Regions from separate parts of the Sus scrofa genome. Here region 1 is linked to region 2. The links are chromatin contacts, called in public HiChIP or PLAC-seq maps. All regions are on one chromosome and are shown on one strand. The core of a region is the stretch at or near the end of the contact, and the rest is flanking DNA. Distances in the headings are between cores, read along the strand shown. Region 1 holds the start of DHRS3 (short-chain dehydrogenase/reductase 3). Region 2 has its middle 54 kb from the start of DHRS3.

Region 1 (6,066 bases), core at 3,249-5,748, 53 kb after region 2:
GTTGTCAAGGGATCGTTAAGCCCCTGACGGCCCCAGTGGCAGGGATGTAAGGATATGGAATTTGCTGACCAGATAGGATGCAGCATAGGACGACACATCTCCACAAGGGGCTAATTCCTGGTGAGCTGCTTGAGGAACAAGGCTACAGCCCCACAGACGGTAAGTCCACTAACAGCAAAGCAGGTGCACCTCTGAGCCAGCTTGCATACCAGCTCCCTGAAATGCGTCCTGAATTCCAGCTCTACCCCGCCTCCACGTAGAGGTGTGTGGCCCCTGGTGTGTCGCCCCTGCCTCCAAGGGCTCTGTGGTCATGGTCCCGGGCTCTAGGCTAGCCGCTGGCCTCCTACTGGACCAGAAGCTGGAACAGCCACTGCAAATACTTCCAAACAAACAGTGCACATCTCTCCTCCGGGGGACTCCTGCTCAAACCATGTCAAGGTCAAGGACCGGAGGCTGGGCCTGCCACTCACCGGCCAGGAGTCTAGCTGGGAAGAGGAGTGGGCCCAAGCTCTCTGAATGCTTTCTGGAAGGAATTCCAGGAGGACTTAGAAAATAAAAAGAAGAACCAACTACCCAGCAAGAGCCTTCCCCTTAGAGACCCTGACCATGACTGGCCCTGCCAGGTTAGCCTCATACATGGGTTGGGGAGGTGGTTAAGCAGAGTGAGAAACTGCCAACTCCTGGAGCCTTGGTGCCCCTTTGAGAAAAACCCTCATTTGGGTCACCTTTGCAGCCTAAGGTGCACCACGGCCCATAAATACGGCCAAATCCTGTTTGCCGCAAGGTGGTTATGGGAAAGTAGATTCTCTCTCCCCCCAAAAGTAAACGGACTTCTTTCGGATGTGCCAGCTGTTGCAGAGACTCTGGTTCTCCTCCCCTCTTTCTTTTTAGGGGGTCTTTCCCCTCGGGTCCAATCCCACCCCAGTCAGAGGCAGCCTCTCCCTCCACCAAGGAGAGGAAGAGTTTCCTTGGGGGTCCACGGAGGTGGCCCATCTCACATTGTTGTGGGCTGTGGGGGGGTGTCACGCTCTGCAGCTTTCTCTCCCCAGCTGCTCCAGGACCACCAGAGCCCACCATTCACACAACCCCCTCCCTTCAGGTCCCCACTCCACAACACGTGGCCTTTTGTCCCCAAGCCCACAGGCCTCCAAATGCTCCCTCCCAGCTCTGGGGGGTTGTCCTAGGACTCTCTCTCCCTGGGCTCCAGAAGGACCTGGGCAGGAAGCTTTCATTCCAAATTCCCCACCCTGACTGTGAGCGGAAAGCTCATTAAAAAAGTAGCTCCAGTAATTGGTCAGATAATTACAATTTATAGGGAGCGCGACTGGTCCTCCTGATTGGTCCAAGGGATGAACCCAGGGTGAGCAGCACTGGAAGTTTCACAGGCCCCGTGGATCCTGTTTCCTGACCTGATACCAATTTCAGACATATTTCTCATTGGCCCTGAGTTTATCTGGATGAGGCTATCCCTTCCAAGTGAGATGGGACATGGTGCCCCGAGTATGGACCTGCAGGGTGTCACTGTCCACTCTTCTAACCCCTCCCCCCTCCCGCAATACCTTATTCTTCTTTCAATTTAGGCTTGTGGATAGTCAGTCAAGTTTTTCTAGATTGACTGAAAAGAGTTCTTCATATGCCTACTGCAGCCAGTGAAAGAGCAGTGAAAAGAGACCCAGGACTTGGGCCAGCTGGAAGAGTCGGAAGAAAGTTTCTGTGGGATGCAGACAGCTAAGGAATGACAATGACATGCGACTGTCCCAAACCCTACATCCCCTCTGCAGGCAAGGACATCCCCCCCCCCACCATGGGGCATCGCCTTGAGGAAACGAAACTGCCAAGAACCGCTTTTTACTTCTCCTTTTTCGGTGTGTCCAAGGGTTAAAAACAGTTCCGAACTTCCCTTCCAACTGCAAGGTCAAGCAGCTGTCCAAACCACCCAAGGAGAAGCAGGAGCCGGGGATGGCCGACCCCAGCAAGCTTAGCCTTGACAGCCCCCTACCCTTCCCCAGCGGCCGGGCCCCGGGGAAGGAAGAGTTAATCGGCAATCGGCTTTGGCCGATAGTTCAGGCTCCAAAGTTCAGTCCCAGTCAGAGCCACCCCGGAGGAATTGTAAATCTCAGGGCAGCATTTAACAAAACAAAAGCAACCTGGAATTACATGCAGGTTTGGTTTTCTACAGTACATATTTACTTAATCCCCTAGGTATGTGGCTCCGTGTCAGATCAGCTGGCTCTGCCGGCCCCCCCTCGCCCCGACCTCGCTCAAAACAGTTTAAATTTCAAACTAATTCCCTGTTTTTGCTCTTCCTCTTCACAGGGCTGGCTGGAGACAGCCCAGCCTGCTGGCCTCAAATCTCTCTCTCTAATGCTCTAGTCACTGGGTGAGTCAGCCCGACTTGGGTAGGAGTTGGGTGACAGCTGGCTCACCCTCCCCACTCACAGGCACCAGGTCTGGGAAAACCGGAGGAAGAGCTTCTGGGACTACCAAAAAGTGAAAGGCGGCGCTTGGGTGTTGTGGGCGTCGGGGGGCTCACCACGGGGTCACCCGCCCCCCCTTTAAAGGGAAGAGATCCTCTCTGAGGCTGGATTTGGGGTAGGGGGCAGAGGCAGCATTGAAATGAGAACAAGGGCTCTTTATCATCAGCTGGTCACCCCTGTCCCTTCTTTCCAGATTTCCAAACACCTGGGCCTCCGAAGTGCCTATAAGCTTAGGCTAGACCATCCAACACTGCTTCCCCCTTTTCAAACCCAAATCAAGTAGCCCCACTCTTCCAGTCTCCAGAGCTGCAGCCGCCCAGGTTGGGGCTGGGAAGCGAGCTGCCAAGGAAAATACGAAGCACCAGCTCGCAGGCGGCTCTCTGCTCTACCCAGGAGCGCACACACCCTGCATTCACCAGCGTGGCGGTAAAAGAGGGAAAGGCGAGAGGGAAAACACACCACCTTCCTTCGGGAGGGAGGAATGTGGGAAACGGGTGAGTCGGCTAAGTTTCGAAGCAGGGCTGAACAACCAGCTACAGAGCCCAAAGGAGCTGGTCAGCTCCGGACCTGCCAAAAAAGACTGGCTGGTGCCCCGGGAAATGTACAAGGTGAAACTGACTAGCTCAGCACTCGCGGGTGGCGCAGAAAAGTAGGGTGGCCGGCGACTTTCAGACCCTGCTCCCTGGTTCTGGCAGCGGTGGCAGGTGGGCGCACCCCCTACCCCCGAGGTCGCCCTCGCCTTCAGCCCCCACCCCCTGGAGTTGCGGTGCCCCGGTACCTTTCTGGCGCCGCGTTCTGCGAACTCCCTAGCGAGCTGGCGCCCGATGCCTCTCCCGCCGCCGGTGATGAGGACGTTTTCCCGCGACAGGTCCCGCAGCTTGGCGGGCAGCACCAGTCCGATGGCAGCTTTCACCACCAGATAGATCATCTGCAGAGGGAACACTACCAACGCTCCCAGCCATTTCCACACCATCCTCCGCGCCGCGGAGCCGGGCAGGGGTGGGGGGGCGAAACTCCCCGGACCGAACAAAATAGGACTTAAAAAAGAAAATACCCCCCCAACAATAATAAATAAACCAAATAAGGGGGAAGAGAGGCGTCCCACCTGGCCACTCTAGAAATCACCTCTTCCCAAATGCAAAGCAAGCATCGGGTGGGAAAAGGGGAAAAAAAAAAAAAAAAGAGAGAGAGAGAGAGAGAAAGAGATAAATCCTCGGGAGGAGAAAAAGCGTCTCAGAAGGTTGGGACAGTAAGAGAGGTGGAGGGGAAGCCGGAGGTGGAAAGTTCTAACAAGAACTTTCTTGCCCCAGCAGCCGTTTCGGCTGGGGAATTCTCAGGTAATGTTTACAGGCTGACAGAGGAGTTTAGGCAGGGAAGGAAAAAAAAAAAAAAAAAAAAAAAAAAAAGCACCAACCACACGCGCGCACCCTGCTACAGTCCCGCGGTTTCAAAGTGCAAGACTAAAAAAAAAAAAAGAGCTGTTTCCAAATTGCAGCGCCCCCCACCCCTTCTTCAGGGGAAAAAACAGTGTGTGTGCTGGGGGGCGGGGGGGGGGAAGTGCTTGTAGCTCCCAATTTCAGTCCGCAAAAGTCTCCCGTCTCATTGCTATTCTTGGGCTCAGGAAATTGCTTAAAAGCGATCTGATTGCCAGCAACGTGCAGGAGAAGTGGGGGGTCCGGGTGTCAGTTTCTTTACGTGCATGGCTCGCCCTCGCGCGCGCTCGCTCTCTCCGGCTCCCTCCCTCCCTCTCTCTTCCAGCGGAGCCTGGGAGTTGCCGCTCGATCCGGCTCCCTCTCTCTCCCTTGTAAGCATTTATTGCCTTCTTTTTGTCCTTTCCAACTTGGAGAGGGCCCGGGTGCGGAGCGCGCGTGGATCGGACTCCCTCTTCTCCGGCGCCTTATCCATTCGCTCCCGGGGCAGCCGCGGAGAGGAGCAAGAGGGCGCCCCCCCCCCATTTTTTTAAATACTCCATTAAGTCTGATTGACAGTTAAAGTTGTTCAGAGGCTTCACTACCGTTCCTGTGAGTGGCTGCCGCGGGCTCCCCTCCCCCTACGCAGTCTCGGGGCGCGCGCGCGGGCGCGCACTCGGGCTCGCTCCGACTCGCGCTCTCCCCCGGCCGGCTCCCCGTCTCTGCAGGCCAGGGCTTGCCGGCAGTGTCCCTGAGGGCTCGCCGCCGCAACTCACACGCCGGAACCGACTCCTGCGAGCCGGCTCCCTCCTTGAGACATTCCTCCCTGCCTGGGATGCGATCTCCCCGAACAGAGGCGCCCGCAGGCCAGGTGACCCCCTCTGCGTGCTGGGCAGGCCCAGAGGAGCTCGCGCTCGCCTCAAGCCATCAGGTCGCCCAGGGTTTATTTCAGATCCTTTGGCCATCCCCTGCTTCCAGGTAGGACCAGGAAGCCACTTCCGACCTTTGCCCAGAGGCCTCCTGTCTTAACTTTAGAGTGCACTTTCTAAACATGCCCCGAGTTGTTCAAGTAGCTGGGGTGGGGGGGAGCAGCTGGGGAGTAGGGTTTTGCTTTGAGGGGCAGGGGGTGGGCAGGGTAAAGGAACCTCTGCCCCCAAGGTGCCAATAAAATCCCTGAAAGATTAGCTGGGAGCGTATTTATTGCTCATCTGGGCTAGAATTACCTTGACTGACAGCAATTTCCTTAATAACAAAGGCCTGTAAACAAAATGTGCTAAACCAGTGCCCCCTGTGCTGTGCAGGCAGAAACTCCTCTCTTTGGGGCACCCACCTTGGCACCTCCTGTTTTCCCCCCAAACAAGAAGGTCTCCCCTGTTGGGGCTGGGCCCGCTGGGGTGTGTGTGTGTGTTGGGGGGACCTGACTCTATTTAGAGTTGTCTGTTGCAGGAAGTCTGGGAGGTGAGTCACTAAAAAGCAGTCCCAGCTAAAAGTGCTGATGGGACTTGCCTCCTGCTGCCCCTGATGTCCCAGGCCAGGAGGAGAGAGGGTGGGCCAGGCAGGTGCCCTGTAATCTGGGGCAGCCCTTCTCCAGCAAGAGGCTTGTTCAGACGCGGAGTGCTGGGCCTCACCGTGCCCCAGACGTTCTGATTCAGCAGTGCTGGGTGTGCTGGAATCAGTGCTCTGCCTGCACGATCTGCTGAGCATCTGGTGAGAAAGGCGTATTTGGGGGAGGGGGTGGCTGGGGTTTACCTCCTCCCTGGGCTGCAAAGACCCTTTAGTTCGCAGGCCTGGTGTGAGGGGGGGTGTTCTACAGGCCGGCTCATCCTTCCAGGTGAATTGGGAAAATCGTTATCTGGACCACTGGAAGAGCTAGAAGGGTTTGGGAGAGGGGCTGGATGAGAAACTGAGGGCTTAGATTCTGAAATTTAATCTTCCCACTGACCTGAAAGGGGTATCATTAACCCCATCTGCCAGGTAGTGTGGGAGGGAGGGATCCAAGTCCAGACCGGATTCCTCTTCCCACCCCACCCCACCCGGGACCCTCCTGCCTCCCTTCTCCTGCCTCCATGCAAGCCTCCAAAAGTAGGACCGAAAGGCAGGCCATGAGCTTTACAGACTCAGGCCACGGCTAAAGGCTAAAGGCAGGACTCTGTCAAAGTGATGGCCTCCTCCCACTTTGG
Region 2 (5,405 bases), core at 1,673-4,172:
GGCCACTTCCAGTGCTGCGTCCCAGCTGGAAGGCTTGTCCTCCACCTCCTGGTCCAGCCCATCCCACCCAGGCTGTCGGGCCATGCATTTGCTCTGGAAGCTACCTGCGTGTCCAGGCTGGGCAGCCACCTGTGACCGGAACCACGGGACTGAGTGACTTGGTCTTGGGAGGTCCCCTGCTCTCCTGCAGACCCCGTCCTGTGACCTACCCTGCTTCTACGCACTTTGGACCCTGATGGTATGAGGCCACTTCTGTTCTTGGGGAGGCTCCAAGAAGGCTCCTGTGACTGGCTCCTGCCTCTGGGGACCCCTCGAGCCCACTTTGCCAGAGGGAGGGCCTCTCCCTCTGCTCCCTGTAGATGGGGCTGGCCCCCTGAGGGATGGTTCAGGCTGGAAACAAGCAAAGACAAGGTGGGCTGGGTAGAGGGTCCCTACACCTCCAGGGCCACCTCCAGCTAAGACGACTGCCCCTCTTCCAGAATTGTGTGTGCCCTGCCCGGGGGGAGGGTGCTGGGTGAGGGAGGGAGGAGGTGGTTGGTCTGTCTGTCCTGCTCGAGTCTCATCTTCAGACTCAATAGACGTTGGCCCCCTCCTCGCCAGGGCCCTGGACTTGTCCTGGGTGCTCTCTATCTTCACCCTCTCACCTGGGGTGGCAGTGGTGGTGGTTGGGGAGGAGGCAGGTGACAACCCCCCCGAGAGGTGACAGCCTCAGGGCGGGAGCTGCCGCCACCTGAGAGTGGGCGACGAGCAGGTTAGCGGGTGAAAAGTTCACCGCGAGGGGAGCTGTCTGTTTCCCTGGCTTAATTTATCCACTATTTGGCTAACCTTGCTCTGAACCCAGGCCCCGAGACCCCTCTCCCCTCTCCCCCGCCTCCCCACCGGGCTTCCGAGCCTCGCCACCAGACCTCCCGCCCTGCGCCCAGAGGCGGGGGCCACGCTGGCCTTGAAGAGGCCTCGGGCCTGTGGCCACCCCCGGGGGAGAGGCTGGCGGCGTAGCCAGGCAGTTATTTATGACCAGAACCTTCCCATCCTTAGTAACCAAAATAAAGTCCGGTTGCCGGCGAGGTCCAGGCTCCCCAACATGGGCCAAGAGAGCGCTCAGAAGGCGCCCCACCCCGCCCGCCTCTGCCAAACACACAACTGCTTCGGGGACAGTGACCTTTCCTTGGGGGGCCATTTGTCATCCTGGCCTGAGGCAGGAGCCGGATGCGAGCACCAGCGGGTCGCAGAGGGGAGGCCAGCCTCCTGCCCTGGCCCTGGGGTGGCCCCTGGGTTCTGGCCTTCCACTCCTGGCCTTCTGCCTACCCTGGCCTTGCTGGGGGCTAGTCACAGACCTTCCTCATCCCAGCTTCCTTCTCATAAGGGGTGAGGACGTGGGGTAGGGAAAGTCAGGGACGCTGGGGGGAGAGGACTAGACAGCCATCAGGGCAGGAACAGCCACCCCCGGCGCCCCGACCCACGCTTCCCCAGAGGGCTCTCCCCACGTCCACGTGGCAGCCCCCTACTCGCGGCTGAGAAGACGGGCTGGGAGGGCCGAGGGGTCCTCCCCGGCTCCAAGCTGGTTCACAGCAGAGCAAGGATTCCCGCTGGGGTCACTCTGACCCCAAAGCCAGTGCCTTCGACCGCCGCCGCCCTACTCTCCCTTTCTCACTTCTCATTCTTTCATTCAAATCCCTTTTTAGCAACTATAAAGGTAACACGTGCTACAGCAACTGGTGGAAACACGAAGATGAAGATGCGTAAGGAATGAAGCGTCCCACCCAGCCCTCCCCTACCCCGGGGGTCTGTCCTCTGCCGTCGCTGTCGTGTGCGCAGACGCACAGCGACTCGCGAGGCATGGGCGTCTGCGCATGCGTGGGCTGTGAGCCGACCGAGAATCCCCTCCTTGTGCGATGACAGCGACGTCACAGGTACGCTGCACGCTGTAGCTGCTGTACTGACAGTACAGAGTGGGGGCGGTGCCTGTCTGTCCACCCCCGGCAGTGCCTCAGGTCACGGGCTTCTTTCTATACCCTCCCACCCCCGTTCTGGGTCACCTTCTTCCTCAGCCTGATTGCTGAAGCTCCCCACCTCTGCCGGTGTCCCTTGCAATCGGTTTCCTCTGGATCCAGAAGGACGTTTCTAGAATGCACACCTCCTCACCGGAATGCCCTGCTTTAATACTTCTCCCTTGGGAGAAGGTCCCAAATCCTTATGGGCCTCATCATGTCCCCTACGGTTTGGCCTCCTTGACTTCCAGAGCCGCTGCGGTCCCCGCACGCCAGCCTCCCTTCACTGCCTGCCCTAAACGCCCTTTAGTTGGGCTTTCCCTCCCTGCTTCTCCAGTGGGAGCCTCCCCTGGGTCTCAGCTTACACCTCAGCTCTCCGGACCATCACGCCCACCCCATCTAACACGTCAATACCCCAGCCAGGCCCCTGCCCCATGCGCTGAAATCTCCGTGAGGAGAAGCCCTGGCAGTTAAGTTCACTGCCACCCACCGGTGCCTGACCCATGGCTGCCTTTCAGAGTTATTTGTTGGAAGTTGAATGACACCAAATAAGCAGGGGGAAGCCCCCACCCATTCTAATGTTTCCTGAACCCCGCCATTCCAGGACCACTGCCCCCTGGCTTCCAGAGGGCACTATTGGTCCCAAATGGCCATTTGCTGCCACTGGACAGAGGCTCCTGTCACCACGTGGGGTCAAAAGCCTTTTATAAGTTGCCCCAGACTCCCTCTCCCGGGGTGGGGGCGAAGGTGCCCCCAAGAAGGGGCGGAGGCGGGGCGGATGGTGTCGACCCCGCGGATCTCCCCTCCCAACCTCAGGCAGCCCCGTGACGGGCTGCCAGATAGGACTGGGCAACTGCCAAGCACTGCGCCGGCCGACTGCCCACTGGGCAGCCCGCTGACTGCCAATCAAAGGCGCCAGCAGTCAGGAAGGGGCTGCCAACTGCCTGTCACCGCACCGGCCAACTGTCAGTCAGGAGAGGCCAAAGCCCCGCTTGGGAACTCAGGACTGCCCATCAGCTGCCACTGCCCAGGGGCAGGTCAGGGAGTGCCCCTATAGTCATTCTGGTGACAACTGTTCTTGCTACCCAGGGTCCTTTCATCCTTCTCCTGGCCAGGGCACCTCACTGGACTTTTAGGGAGCCAACCCTCTCCAACTCTCAGCCTAAGTGTTTCAATGGACTGGATTCCATCCCTGGCTGCAAATATAGATCACATGATTCAGGACTGGCCAATCCGAGTACAGATTTCTTCTGGCCACTGTGATTGGTTCCTGCGACCCAAATCAAGCCAACCATAACCAATCCGAACTACGTGGGAATTCCATGTGGCTCAGCATGTTAAGGATCTGGCAGTAGTCACTGCTAGGTCAGGTCAGGGTTGCTACTGTGGCACAGGTTCAGTCCTTGGCTGTGGAATTTCCACATGCTATTGGTGAAGCACCCCCCAACCCCCAATGAAGAACTAACTCTGGGTGACCAAGAAGAAACCCTCTCTCTTCTTTTCTTTTGAACCTGGAAGAGTGTGAGGCTGCAGCTGAGGAGCCAACTTATCATCATTAGAACAAGCTATATGAGAATGAAGCCAGCCCAGAGGGGTGTGGAATTGAGTGACAACAGGGCTATGAACCAGGTTCTGGAAATGCCACTTGAACCTCTGGATCCAGCCATACCTGAAACCAATTATCATTGGGCTTCCCATTTATTTTAACCAATAAATTACCCCATTTTGCCTAAGCAAGAATCATTATGGGTGGGTCCAGTAACCACTCAGGGAATGCCAGTATCTCATGCTAGTCAAAGGCACCAGCCCTTTTCTGAAGCTCAGAGACACCTTTGTCTGAATGACAAACAGTCTCCATATTTGCTTTCCCTGCTCTGGCTGCCGAGGTGGGTCATGGCATGATGACTCTAACAATCGTATGTTCCCCCTAACCTTTGCCTCCAGCAAGCGAGGCAGAGAAGTGGGGTGGGGGTAATTTCCTTCAATGGCGGCAGCAGCAGAGACCGTCTACAGCCAGCAGGGTAGCCCAGGAGACTTCCTGTGGCAGCATCTGGGGGCTGGGGACAATCTATATCCCATGGTCTCTGTCCAGGTTTTAAGCCCAGGTTTTGACCTGCCAGGTGGCACTGAGCTCCCAGCATCTGCTCCAGAAATTCTGCAGGTTGAGTCTTGTGTCTGTTGCTGGGGACTTGGACAAAAGAAGCCACTAAGCCCTTGTGCCCTCGGAAAGGGGCTGGGGACTGGGATAAACACAGAAATGCATCCCAGCTCTGGGCTTGTAGATTCCTGCCTGGTTCGCCACTATTCACACCCTAAGCAGGCACTTAGTCGCTCAGAGCACCTGGCAGAGTCCTGGGACCATTTTATGAGCACAAAAATTGGTTAAGGCGGAGCAATCCGCCCCTAAGCCCTGACTTTGTGCCCCTGGGGCTAGAGTGTGTATCTGAAGAAGGGCTGGAGTGCCAAAAAAATCCATGCCCCCTCCCTCCCAGGCCCGTGGTCAAGAGGGCAGGGCTGACTCCAGCAAGCTCTGAGAGGAAACCCCTCACCCTTTGAACAGGTCTGATTCTCACCTGAGGCTGGTCCACCTTGGCCTGCCTGCAACTGGTGTGAGTAGCTGGGCAAGAGGTGCTGGAATCTAGCAGTGACGGGGCTGTGGATCAGCCAGGAAGAGGCCTGGTTGCATGGCCAGATAGTGATGTTGGTGAATAATAGCAAGCATCATACGCCACCCTCTTTACACACCTGTCATCCCTAAGTATCCACGGGGAATCGGTCCCAGGACCCCATGGACACCAAACTCCTTGGGTGTTCAAGTCCTTCCTATAAAATATTGCCCAGACCCTACGCATATGCTCCTGTATCCTTTAAATCATCTCTAGATGACTTATAATACCTAATACAATGTAAATGCTCCATAAATACTTGTAAATATAATGTAAATACTACTCAAGTAGTTGCCAGGCATAATAGCAAATTCAAGTTGTACTTTTTGGAACTGTCTGGATTTTTTTTTTTTTTCTTTTGATCCATGGTTGCTTGACTGTGGGGAACCACAGGTTCGGAAAGCCAGTGGTTATTCCAGAAACCAGGAAGCCCAGGGGTTAAGCACGAGGGCTTTGCAGCTAGACCCTGGGCTTCCCATCCCAGCTCTGCCATTCGCGAGAGGGGTCATAAGCCTTGGGCGGACGACCGTGTCTGTCCCTGTCTCTGCTTCAGTGTTGTTAGGTCTTAAGGATTAAATGCATAGGAAGCCCTGAGGGTCTCTCGTGTACCAAGCACAGGCACTCTATTGCATTTATTATAAAATACGTAGCATATAAATTTGTTAATTTACTTGGTATTTATTTATTTGCTTTGTAGGGCTGCACCTGTGGCACATGGAAGTTCCCATGTGGGAAATGAAGGCCTTCCTGA

What was found. HiChIP or PLAC-seq counts read pairs in DNA pulled down with a chosen protein or histone mark.
Region 1: an H3K27ac HiChIP or PLAC-seq map of skeletal muscle shows a contact between it and region 2. The contact joins the promoter of DHRS3 here to the enhancer-like site in region 2. A contact is called at or near these places in 1 of 5 promoter capture datasets (liver), 14 of 47 Hi-C or Micro-C datasets (embryonic fibroblasts, fetal heart ventricle, heart right ventricle and 7 more) and 2 of 2 datasets of contacts at active chromatin or transcription factors (alveolar macrophages and skeletal muscle).

What each region holds. Positions count from the first base shown.
Region 1 is chr6:72,594,735-72,600,800 of Sscrofa11.1, forward strand. DHRS3 (short-chain dehydrogenase/reductase 3) reads right to left here and starts at 4,499. Exons shown (of 6, transcript XM_021095382.1): 1 at 3,256-4,499. The coding sequence starts at 3,450.
Region 2 is chr6:72,542,834-72,548,238 of Sscrofa11.1, forward strand. No RefSeq gene overlaps it. Among named protein-coding and RNA genes, the nearest start is that of DHRS3, 54 kb to the right of the region's middle. Within about 2 kb of position 2,923, at least 17 of the 83 cell types and tissues checked have an H3K27ac peak or open chromatin away from gene starts, as enhancers often do. A contact at or near this core is called in liver, omental adipose tissue and skeletal muscle, where this site is marked.